Regions from separate parts of the Triticum aestivum genome. Here region 2 is linked to region 1. Evidence: chromatin contacts called from public HiCAR-type data. All regions are on one chromosome and are shown on one strand. The core of a region is the stretch at or near the end of the contact, and the rest is flanking DNA. Distances in the headings are between cores, read along the strand shown. Region 1 holds the start of LOC123045434 (zinc finger BED domain-containing protein RICESLEEPER 2). Region 2 holds the start of LOC123045438 (nuclear distribution protein nudF).

The links. HiCAR-type assays count read pairs that join an accessible place to other places.
Region 2: a HiCAR-type map of leaf shows a contact between it and region 1, with 2.6 times the contacts expected there. The contact joins the promoter of LOC123045438 here to the promoter of LOC123045434 in region 1. A contact is called at or near these places in 2 of 5 Hi-C or Micro-C datasets (both in leaf) and 1 of 1 datasets of contacts at active chromatin or transcription factors (leaf).

What each region holds. Positions count from the first base shown.
Region 1 is chr2B:458,148,376-458,151,548 of IWGSC CS RefSeq v2.1, forward strand. LOC123045434 (zinc finger BED domain-containing protein RICESLEEPER 2) reads right to left here and starts at 1,559. Exons shown (of 5, transcript XM_044468489.1): 1 at 1-1,559. It overlaps LOC123045437 (a long non-coding RNA gene), which reads right to left. Exons shown (of 6, transcript XR_006421409.1): 6 at 2,352-2,696.
Region 2 is chr2B:458,317,692-458,320,864 of IWGSC CS RefSeq v2.1, forward strand. It overlaps LOC123045438 (nuclear distribution protein nudF), which reads right to left and starts at 1,695. Exons shown (of 8, transcript XM_044468492.1): 1 at 1,517-1,695.

The DNA of each region.
Region 1 (3,173 bases), core at 309-2,808:
CCACCGGTTCCATGCTCGCGGAGGCACCTGCAGGACGATGGCCGATGGGTCGATTCGCTCGATGAGTATGGCTATGGCAGGATTAATGGGGAGGGGCGGCTCCTTGGATTTCATTCTCCTTGATTTTGGGAGAGGAGATTACGAGGTGTGATGCTTAATTACGGGGAAGAGATGAGTACTTGCCTAGTTGTGTAAGGTCCACCGTCCACATGATGTAGCTACACAGGTCCACGGGTCAGTCTAAACGGATAGGGAATGGGTATACCCACGGGTACAAGGTTATACCCATGCCCTACCACGAAGGTATGGATACTACCCATGGATATAAATTTGTGTCCATACCCGGCCCATGCGGGTATGGTATCCGGGGATACCCGTACCCACCGGTAAAATTGCCATCCTTAATTAGCGGTTGCCAGTGTAATCCTGGTGTCAACCCTAGCATCGACGCCAAACCACGCAGCGGGCGGGTCATTTTCCTTCTAACACTTAGCGTCTACGTTGTTTAGTTAATTAGCGTCTAGCGTTGAGGGATGAGGCGCTTAGGTGTGTTTCAGATTTTTTTTCCATAAGTGCCTATGTAAGCTCCTGGCATTGTAGATGCCCTTAACCGGTTTATTAATTACAGTAATAATCGCAGTTGAGATATATTAGAAGAGTTGTGCGCGCTTTGCTGTGCCGTTCGTCTTGTTGGTTTTCTTAAAAAAAAATCTCTCTGTTTCAAAGTATAAGATGTATTGTTATTTTTTTTGAAAAGACAAACCTTTTAAGTTTGATTAAATTTGTAGAGAAATATATTAAAATCCATAATATCACATCGGTTTAGATTCATCACAAAATGAATTTCCATATTATTTTTGTTTAATATTGTGGATGTCGATATTTTTGTTCTGAACTTGGTCAAAGTTAAAGAAAATTGATTTTCTAAGAAACTAACACCCCTTATATTTTATAACTAATGGAATATTTAGTTTGCCGGGTGGGGGAGATGATAGAGTCTGTTTTATTTTTATTTATAATGCGGTGATTTGGTGGCCTTTTATGGTGTGATTTTGTGTTATCCGCTAACCAAGCTATATTTATATGGGATTTTTATGTGTCGGTGGTTGCATGTACTATATTGATGCTACAATATCACATGGCAACACTTTTTTTCTAGATGGTGGGAGAGTGCGTGGGATTGAAATGTTTTTATATGTTGGTTGTTGCTGCTTGATTCGAAAAATCGTTGGTCCAGTCAAAATCGTAAGCCAAATCAATATTGAATACCACAACTGAATGAAAGAGCTTCAAATTTTGGGAACATAGTGAACTAATAGAATTGAATGGGAGAGCTTGAGAAATTGTTACCCAGTCAAAATTGTATGACCCAATTCTAAATTGAATACCTTAAGTAATTGTGAGGCCTTAAAAATGAGGAAGCATAGTGTATACTGCAAGGGTTGAGCGCGCTTTGCCGCGCTGCTTGTGTTCTTGCGATTTCAATTTTTTGTTTGTTATTTGGTTTGACGCGTGGGGAAGATGGTGTGTGTGTATGTTTTTTATAATGCAGTGTTCTGGTGGGCTTTCTTGGCAGTGTGATTATGGCTTATCTACTAGTCAACTCATATTTATATAGGGAAGTTTCTTACGTTGGTGTGTGCATGTATTATACTGAAACTACAGTGTCACATATTGACGCTTCAATTTTCTAGGTACTGAGAGGATGTGCGGGACCGATGTGTTTTTAGGCTGGTTGCTGCCGATTAATTGAGAAATTGCTTACCTAATAAAAATCGTGAATCAAATCCAAAATTGATTACCTTAATTGAATAAGAGAGCTCCTTAAGAAATTGTTGACCCAGTCAAAATTATAAACCAAATTCAAATGTAACACCGCAATTTAATGAGAGGGCTCTAAAACTAAGAAGTATCATGCATTAAATATTGTTAACCTGGTCAAAATTGAGTGACTCAGTTTCAAATAGAAGATCTCAGTTGATTTTGAGTCCTTAAAAATTGGTAAACGCTTGTAGCTGGTCAGTTGGCCGAACTTTTGGCCAACTCGCTCGCCACGATTCAACCCCACACGTGATATGAGTACGTGGGTGGGCCCCGCGGGACTTCCCCCTTTCTCCCTTATACTTTTCCTCCACCTAGAGTGTGTTTCATTTTTGTTTATAACTAGATGATTCCCCGCGCGTTGCTGCGGAACATTTTGTAAGAATCAATTGAGTAGTAACCTGAATAGAGGTACTTCAAATGAGGTTCCGTGAAAGAATAATATCACATAGGTCTCTCACCGAGTGGCAGGCAACTGGCAGCATGCTTAAAACCATAGATGTCCTATCAGTAGGAGAAACAAAGTGAACTAAGACAATCAAATCATCCATGCTTATACTGTAAAAATCATAAATGCAGTCGCTTGAATTTAAAAGCTAAACATAGGGTGAAAAATGTACCCAGCCTTACAATCGAACTGGGAGGGCAGGGCAGGACTGTTGTATGAGGGTGCCAGCAGCCCCGTTTAAGCCCCTCGCAGGAAACTGTCATACTTGTATATTGAGCAGCAACAATACTATGCAGTAAGAACCACCAAATCGTCCTAGATCCTTGCCATCAGCGGAAAATCATCCGACACTTGCATTAGGTGGGCTCTGACCAAAATCTTAAATTAAGCTTGTCATCTAGGACATATATGATATCACAGTTGTCGACTGTAACATGTAACAGATAGAAGCTATCAGAATCATATTCCCATGCTCTCTAAATAAGTACGCAGACTAACAGAATGTATATAAGATAACTCGGTGCAAAAATTAAATTTAGAAACGGGAGCTTGTGCTCTCTAAATAAGTATGGACATTAACAGAATGTGCATATGATAACTTTGTCAAAAATAAAATTAGATATGGGAGCTTGGGTACTAATGCGAGTAGCTCGAGGGAGAGAGAAGGCAGGAATGTCATAAGATTTGGCCACATAAAAATGTAATAGGATGCCAACATGCATGCATATATAATTATATATTAGCTTTTGAGAAAAGCCAATGATATTCAACGTTGCTGTGATCTTTGATTTTAGCATAGGTCACATAAAATTATCATAGGCCTGAACTTCATGTAGCTGTTTACAGAAGCCCATGTGTATCCTGCATATAAGTAATTTGGAAGCCTGTGTGCGGAGAAATAAAG
Region 2 (3,173 bases), core at 445-2,944, 170 kb after region 1:
CTTTCGGAGGTGCTCATAGGGGTAGGGTGTGTGCATGCGCGTTCATAGGGGTGAGTGTGTGCGTGTGTATATGAGCGCTTGTGTCTGTACTGATGTTCAAAAAAAGTTAAGAACAGGGTTTTTCAGTTATTTCGGAAAAATACTTATGTTGTAATAGACCCGGGGCGCACTTCATTATTTAGGCCATCCAACATATCCTCCACATGTGATCTCTCTATACACTATACATAGTATACATACATTAGAGAAAGAGATGGAGACCTACCTAATTGGCGTCACTTGTGGAACACATCCCGGTTCTTCGCACGCGTCTAGACAAACAACACAAGCCTTTGATCGCTCTCATGCCAACAGTTGTTAAGTTGCAACAAGTGCCATAGAACTATGGATAAAGGGGCAGCGGGACAGTGATGCATGTGAGTTGGGTTGGGGGGGTGATGGAGCTATGAGCTAGTGGCCTCGATTATTTTAGCATCTATCGATCTCCTCCTCCAATTGGAGGCTTTTCTTTCTTCAGATAACCCACTCACCCTCACCACCATGCGTCTTTCCAACGGAAGCCTGATTCGACTTTTAGAGCTTCCGATCGTAGAACAAGATGACACTTTGTGGACTGATCTTCCGTGTTCACATGTTGGGGTAGACTAGTACGCGCATCGCATGTACTGCTGCTAGTGCTAGTTCACGGGGAAAACTAGTGGACGGTGTGGTTTGGAAAGAAGAAGGGAAATGGCCGGTGGTACAGCGTTTTCCTTTGCTGATATGATGTGGACCTAATGCTTGGACCGGGTATAATAATCTTGGTTGTAGATATATAGAAAAATGATTTAGCGGCGAAAATGTTCCAGCCTACAGGTTAACAGATCTAATCTGTCAAACTTAGCTTGCATAATTAATACACCAGATGCATATACTATGGGTCTATGGCTAACAGCCTGTGTATCTGTCCTGGACGAGTTGCTCCTGTTTCTTCTACCATCGTTTCCGCGAGGCTACAGGTTGCCATATGGCTGTGCTGACGAGCACGTACTAGGACTTGCAATTCTTTTTTCTTTTCTCGCTAGAAAGGTACTAGTAGATGATATAATAACTGAAGAGAAAGCAGCAGATGCAGGACTATTTTTCCAGAGAATATATGAATGTTTTCTGGCTGTCGAGTCTTGACAGAGAAATGCAGTCAAGCTGCCTCTGCGCACATAGCTGAACGCTTCTCAGATCTGAGCGTCAGAACGAAGATACTGTAGCAGCCAATTAAGCGCTCAGAGAAAAGAAAGAAAACTAAGAGGTGCAGATAATCATGGTGCTGTGCACGGCAGTTTGCTCTGAATAAACTCTGGAGCAAAGATATCACTGATCCAGAGTTTTGTTTCCAGAATATGCCAAAGGAGCAGACAGACACGGACAGGCAACAAGTAGAGTACTGAAACAAGCAAGGAACAAACTTTTGCAATGCACATGAGCATCAAACAAGCGCGGAATTTAAGGGTCTGTACGTTGGTCAGGGATGGGCACGCACCTAATTAAGCTTTTGCAGAGGAGTTATTCCATCCAGAGTTGCCAGAGAGCAGGAGCGACGGACCTGCAGTGATGTTTTGGGAGGATGTTTCAGGTTCAGGAAGCAAGGCTAATGCTCGCTCATTAGTGGGAGCAGTTTGTCTGGGACGAAGGAGGTGAAGAAGAAGAAGCAGGCCTTAATGCGGCCATTTGTAGGCAGGGATTAGGCTAAGGGCGACAAACGGAGAATATACTAGTACCAAGTTGTAGTAGTACTGTTACCCATGAGCTGCCGCAATGTCAAACACTTTGGCGCATTCGCTCGCTGTGAAGTCAGACGCTGGATCAACTCCAAACAGCAGGGAGATTACACAAAGCAAAAAAGCATGTGGCTCTCAGCTCGCCCCGTCTAATCCCAAGTCGGGGTTAGTTAAGATTCCGCAAGCTTTGACATGGATCCCCTCGCCCTCGCAATAATTTCCAAAAGTGCAGGTCGCCAGATGGATGCCGGCTTTGTTTAACCAGCCGCGTGCTGCCATGTTTATGCTCCACGTCCGGCTCCGCCGCTAACGTACTCCTACTATCACCTCGAGCGGCATGGGTTATTTACGTGCCCGTGTCCATGTGGCGGGCGAGCTTTCCGGCGCCAACCATGAGCACGCCCGCGTTGTCTAGCGACATGTTTAGGCCACGTACGGTCGCAACTTGCAGGGTCGCAGCGCAGATGCCAATGCAGAGTGGAGCAAGTGGGGCGTGTTCCGGCCTCCACGTCCACGGCCACCGGTGCGGTGCACATGCGGGGTGCTGGATGGATCGTTCGAGCTGCAGCTGGACAAGCGATTGCTTTTCGGGTACGTGTGATCGTCGTGTCGCGTAATCGAGACTGTGAGGTGAGGTCGTGGGGATACGGCCCAGTGAGATGGCCACGATCAGAGTGTACTATGCTATGCTGTGCGCGTCCCGACCTTTTCAGGCGAGGCGAGCAATGATAAATCTCCTGGATTAATCTGGCGCGATTCGGTATCTCTTTGGATTTCCTAGTTAATTCAGATCGTAGGATTCGGAGACCGCCTGTCACTGTCAGGATCATTTGCAGCGAGATATCGATTGCATTATTATTATTAACAAGTAGGAGTGCTCCTGTATGCTCTACCAGTTTGTCGACGCACTGGTACGCGGCCGGGCATGCATGCGCCAGGCCACTATAAACTGTCCATCTCATGATCCTTGTTTTTTAGGAAAAGAAAATGAAAATCACTCTGAGCTAAAGAACCCAATAATGTCTGTTCCACTAACACACACAACAAACTTGGGCAAACAATGGAGGCTAGGCCCACGTCACCCCGGTAGTAGGCCGGCCCAATAAGGTGGTTTTCTCGAATGCACGGTGTTTCATGTCAGGAAAAAAAAACTTTTGTAAGACATGTCTTGTTGCAGGAATATTTGTAACAAGGTTGTCTTGCAAGTTTTTTTTTGCAACAAAAATCTTGTTGCAGAATATTTTTGACTTCTTTTTTTGAAACATAACTCTTGTTGAATCTTTTTGCAACACGTGTCTTGTTGCAGAGAGTCACCGCGTTGCATTTCTTGTGGTCATGGCCTCGAGCAGAAACTCGGTCTTGTTGGGGAAGGGGGGAAGGGTGTTGTGTATGCCATGATGGTGGTGGTAGAGGCAATGC